Linked DNA regions of Anas platyrhynchos: region 2 is linked to region 1. The links are chromatin contacts, called in public Hi-C maps. All regions are on one chromosome and are shown on one strand. Each heading gives the region's core, a stretch centred on a gene start, on an enhancer-like site or on the middle of the called end of the contact. The rest is flanking DNA. Distances are from core to core; before and after follow the strand shown.

Region 1 (2,800 bases), core at 113-2,612:
AATTTCCCAAGTTACATTCAGGCCACCCTCACTAAATTTCAAAGATAACTGGCCATTCCCCTATTTTTCTTGGCATTATCCCACATTGCCAGCGAATGCTTCCATCTGTCCTACAAGGAGCCTAAGCTTTGGTCAGATGTCTCTTTGTGACCCTAAGCAGAAATTCTCTCTCTCTCACTGTGTGCAGATGGCTGCGTTATCTCGTGTATCTGACAGAGCTGAGAGCTGCATCTGTCTGCAGTTTGTCACTTGGCTGGAACTTCTCTGAGATGTTAAAACCTTACCTCAAATGTTTAACTGCAACTTGTGTTTATTTTGCCAGTAAGCCCTCTAGTCTTAGGACTGGGTATTTGCAGTGAGTTTGAATGCAAAGGAACTAGACAAGCAACCTGTTCGCCATAGTTAGTGCAACACCCCGGCCATAAATACAAAAAGCCTTCCTTAGGTATGACCAGAAGGGTGCGAACCAAACCATGCCTCGGGGAAATGGGCAGGGAAAGCACATAGGAGGAACGAATACAGAACTTCACAATGAAATAGAGAAATCAACACTACAAAAAACAGCCAACAGTACCCTTATTCCAAAATACTGGCACGCTGTGGCACCCTAACCCAGGTAGCTGCTTCTGCTGAATGCGCACATCAGTCACAAAAGGTCAGACCAGGGCTGTCTCATCGGGTTAATCACCAACTGACTCTAATGCTTAGGTGATGTTATCCATGTACTACAGACAGGTCAGAGGCAGGACAAATCATATCAACTGGTGTTTCTCCAACACAAGAAGCACCTGCTTAACCTTACTTCATTAGGGCAAGATTTTAAAATAAAAAGTCAGAGGGAGCATATAGCTTTGTATTAGTCACAGCTGGACATGAACAAACTTGTGTCTTTGAGGCAGTTCTCTGTGTTTAGGCATCTCTCTTCCAAAAGAGAAGAATGAGGAATGGCAGAACATAAAGGTAAGGAATATCCAGAATTGTCATTGGAGATATTTGGAGAACACAATTATGAACAGGGCCTTCAAAACTGAACTGCACCGAGGCATAGAGCTAGGTGAACCTGCACACTTCACAGCAAAATGAAATATGCAACATGAATCAGTCATCAGCCCCCAAGTACAGGAAGATGACTGAAGTTGTTCTGATTTAGCTAAACACAAACCATTTCAAGCGTTTCACACAAGTGTAGCCATGCTTCCTGTTATTCCCAAGTAGTGCAATTTTCATTTTTCAAAAACAAAGGATAGGAACATTCAGCTATTGGTCCTCACCACTAAAAATACAGACTGCAGCTGGAGCCACCTACAGACACTTCCTTTCTTTATTCTGCAGCGTAAGCTGCTTACAGAGAACCCTTGTTTAGGAGTCCCTACAGCAGAATGGAGCAACGCTGACTAGCCTCTCACCACCATCTCCTTTTAGTCACCGTTTCCCATCAGACAAGCTGATCAACAGTTAAGCTCAGTCCTTTGGACAGGCAGTGCTACATCAGGAATTAAAACATGAGAAGGCTTGGGAGCAAGAGTCAACAAAACACTCATTTTACTGATCACCATTTCTCATTTAGAGACACACTGTCTACTTTTGATAAAATCTGAGTCCAGCAGAGATTTATTACTTTCTGTTCCAGCCTGCTTTCAAAGCCCCTAGCACAGCCTTTAATTCTCTACTGACAGTTATCTTTCCAACTTTTACATGCAAAAATATCCTCTGTACACTTTGTATTCTTCAGAGCATTCTCAAAGAAGGCCCCTGATATTAATTTCCAGTGTACAAGATAGCCTAGTATATTAAGCAAGGATTCCTTTTAAGCACTAAGCAATTATCGTTAGAGATACAATACAGAGCTCTGGTTCTGTTCCATACATTTCCTAGGATGCCTGTTTGATGCCTGTTTGATGTACTATAACATTAACAGCTCGCTCTTCTGTTTTAAAATCCATCTTAACTAAATTAATCCCAGGAAATGCAAGAGGAGGGAAGAATGGGACTATCAACACATGTGCTGGAGAAAAAAAACACAACAGGCTTATTCATACTCAAGTGGATCTCATTTTCCATCATGTTGGACTGTGCTAATCAAGAGCAGGAGTTTATGGTAACTTTTTCTTATATTCACCATGTAGAGCAGAACTACAAAGCCTTCTTTCATAAGTGACAGTTAGTCAATGTTTAAAAAGTCCACTAAGCCCTACACAGGGAGAGCGCCAAACCAAAACGTTTTCTGTGCTTTTTGCAAAGCTGCCACTTGTGCCCTCTGTGCCCAGGGGCTCAGGCAGAAAGCCAGCGGCTCACGTCAGGCTCGAGGTTATCCATCAGCAGCCTGGTGCTCTGTCAGTACACTGGATATCAAAAGCACCCGCTGAGGTTTTCACCATTCATTTATCCTTCCCTGCCTCCTCTGGAATCCCAGCAGTGGTACCAGGAAGGACAGTTTTGCCTTTTTTCTGCTTCTCCTCCCCTCGAGCTAAACACACAGCAATTTGCCTCTCTGATCTGACCTTATAAAACCAGCTCAGAACAGTCAAAGATCTGCTCCTTCACAAAAACACATTGCCACCACACTTCACTGCTGAGAGGAGGGCAAAGGACACACAGCTTCCACGTCCTCACTGAGTGAAGAGATGTGCTTGCCCAGAGCCAACCAACACCAATACCCTCCCACAGGCCACACTCAAGACTTCATGGAAAGCCCGTAAGAGTAAATACCGACTTACGTATTGCACACTGCCATGGTCTGACACGACTCTCCTGTACAGAATTCTGAGATTGTACTATATTGTAAGTTGATGTGATGAAA
Region 2 (2,700 bases), core at 79-2,578, 71 kb after region 1:
GGGAAGACAGCAACCTGTCCTATTCTGCTTTGCCCGGTTTAATCTGGGATATCCACAGAACACAATGACAGGAAAATCTAGTCCATTTGTAAAAGGTATGAAAAAAACACCCACAGGAACAAGCCATTTTCCCCCACATTTTTTTCCTACTATGACTACACAATATTTGATTCTGTGAATTATTTCATTTGAGTGACCATTATGAACACTCAACAACAACAACAACAAAATCAATGTCAGACAGCGAGGCTAAGCTAATTATGTCTGGCATGCTTTGCTGTTTCTGCAAAGCTCTCACTGACCAGCAGTGTACTTCTCATCCACATACATAAAAAAGCACTTTCCAAAACCTGCAAGCACTTCCCCTGCTCTGTATGTGCTACAAAAGCACACCCCCACAAAAGCACCGAGGTGTCAAAAGCAGAAGAGAAATAGTCTCAATTTCTCCTTGCACCTTAAATAAACGTCTCGCACGCTGGCCTCAAAATCACCCTTCAGCCCTAGAGTGAAGTTTGTCAAGGTCCTAGGCCTTTTTAAAGGAGAGTCACACAGACAAACTTGTAAGTGCACAAAGAAATTCATAACACTATGTTGCTATGTTGAGTAAATAGAAAGATATCCATGAAAGCCACTGCAAAGATATTGTAAAACCAAATATTGAACAAACACAATTAACACTTTAACAGTTGTCTAATCTTTTTGGTAGTGACATTTACTAACATTTCATCAGCTCAGTTTATAAACCCATAGTGTACAAGTCAAATGCAATCATTATTCAGGAAATCCAACCTAGCACAGCATTGCACAAGTGCAACCTAAAATGTAGAAATCAGATCCATGAAAGGAGCTTGGGTGTTTCAGGGATAGGAAGTAACCGAGATTCTCCCTAGCACACATCACATCACATCCATCCTGAGCTTCTCCCAAAACCCATGAATCCTTTCCTATTTAGTGCTTATCTCTTTCTTATTCAGAGACTTGTAAGGGGAATAGGTCACCATTTTAAAGGTTCCCCATTAATCCCTTCTTTCTCCCACCTTACACAGACCTACTTGCATTCTTGTACTTAGTTTAAACAGGAAGCTTTTCCCAACCGGGCGAGTCATATTTTAAGGACATAGCCTAGCATGAACACATTTGTGGGAAAGTAATGTACATCTCAAAAAAACACAAAAAAGACGACAGACAGCATACTCAGCCAGTATAACTGCTCTTCTGACTTCCATTTTAACCACTTCCAAATTTAACCACGATGCATGCAGCATGACAAGGTATATTAGCTCACATCTCAAGACTTATCTCAGTCCAACAAAACTTTTATCGGTTGTGTAACTCAGCTGCAGTTTACAGAGCCCCTTCGCGCAACCACAAAAACTAATGCAGGAAGTCCTCCACTTCCTCTCCTTCTCGTTACACTTCCAGAATTACACTAGCGATAGAAGCAGCAACATCCTGCGTGTAAACATGCATCTTCTTCGTGTGCTTGAGGCTGCATAATACTCCTTTGGAAATATGCACTAAGGTTACATTTCTGATTTACAAAACCAAAGCTGACACCTACCCACCCACCTACCCACCAGGAGATGAAAGCACACCACTTTCCATCTCTCGGTGCATATCCAGGAACCACCACATTCACCCCCCCCAGGGCTGTTAGGAGGAATACCATTTATAACTCGGTAAGCTTAAGTAGCTGTACAGCTCTGCGTGGCTATTAATTTAGGGCAGCGGCTTAAAGACAGGGCAGCAGCAAAGCAAAAGGCAAGAGAAGAGTTTCCACTCCGTAAAGGTCTCAGGTCTCACAGAAATCTCACTTTCTAATGAGATGCACCTTGTACATCAGGTGCTGCTCTCACACGGCACGCAGAAATGTGGCTCTAAGTTCGAAAAGCAAAGTACAATTAACCTAAAGTAAGGCAGAGACGGATTAATATTTCAGATCCTTCCTGTCAGTAGCAATATTTCATGTAAAGAAAGTTCCCAGTGTGAAACTGTTTTCTTTCTGAAAAACTCTTTACATACTAGAATCTTTCAAAGAAATACCTTCTCAGGGACTGCAAAAAAGCTTTGTGAAGATTCAGCAGTCCACAGCAGAGGGAAATCTGCCTTTTTAAATCATGTGTTATCTAACAGGCTAATGTGCATTGCAGATTTAGAAGTTGATAGAGAAGATGCATCTTTTTTTTTAAAAATGAAAACCAACCTACTAATAATGAAAGTTTTTTGAAGATAACTAAATACAAGCAACTTCAAACTAACTTTTAAAGAAGGTGTTTGCTGTTATGCTCTTGTCAGAGAGCCATCAGCCACACCATGGTGGAAAAATTATTAGTGAAAAATGTGTTCATTGTTATTGTGTTACCAGCAAAGCAGCGATAAGATACTCAAAGCCTGAGTAACAACTTAGATGGAAATCTAAACTGAAGCCACAGAACCTGGGAGTGTCACATTTCCTTCCCTCTGCCTCAGGCCTGGAGATATTGTAGGCAAAAAAAAAAAAGGTAAAGTATACTTCCTTCACAAACCTGCTGCATCACTGCCTTTTCCGAGGCTCCCTTGAAAATGTGGTGCAAAGAGGAGGAGATTTATCCACCCTGAAAAGCAGGGTCCTCAAAACACTGCTTTCAACTGTAAATGCTGCCAGAACTCATTCAGCTTATTGTAATGCCAGATGTATCTTAAATTCCTGGTAGTGTTTCA

What was found. Hi-C and Micro-C count contacts between places; a contact is called where the count stands out from the background.
Region 2: a Hi-C map of F1 follicle shows a contact between it and region 1, with 4 times the contacts expected there. The contact joins two enhancer-like sites. A contact is called at or near these places in 5 of 8 Hi-C or Micro-C datasets (F1 follicle, liver, skeletal muscle and 1 more).

Annotation. Positions count from the first base shown.
Region 1 is chr5:27,777,094-27,779,893 of IASCAAS_PekinDuck_T2T, forward strand. It overlaps MOB2 (MOB kinase activator 2), which reads right to left. Exons shown (of 5, transcript XM_027458880.3): 3 at 2,718-2,800. Among named protein-coding and RNA genes, the nearest start is that of MOB2, 100 kb to the right of the region's middle. Within about 2 kb of position 1,363, at least 1 of the 8 cell types and tissues checked has an H3K27ac peak or open chromatin away from gene starts, as enhancers often do.
Region 2 is chr5:27,848,018-27,850,717 of IASCAAS_PekinDuck_T2T, forward strand. All of the region lies in intron 1 of MOB2 (MOB kinase activator 2), which reads right to left. Among named protein-coding and RNA genes, the nearest start is that of MOB2, 33 kb to the right of the region's middle. Within about 2 kb of position 1,329, at least 1 of the 8 cell types and tissues checked has an H3K27ac peak or open chromatin away from gene starts, as enhancers often do.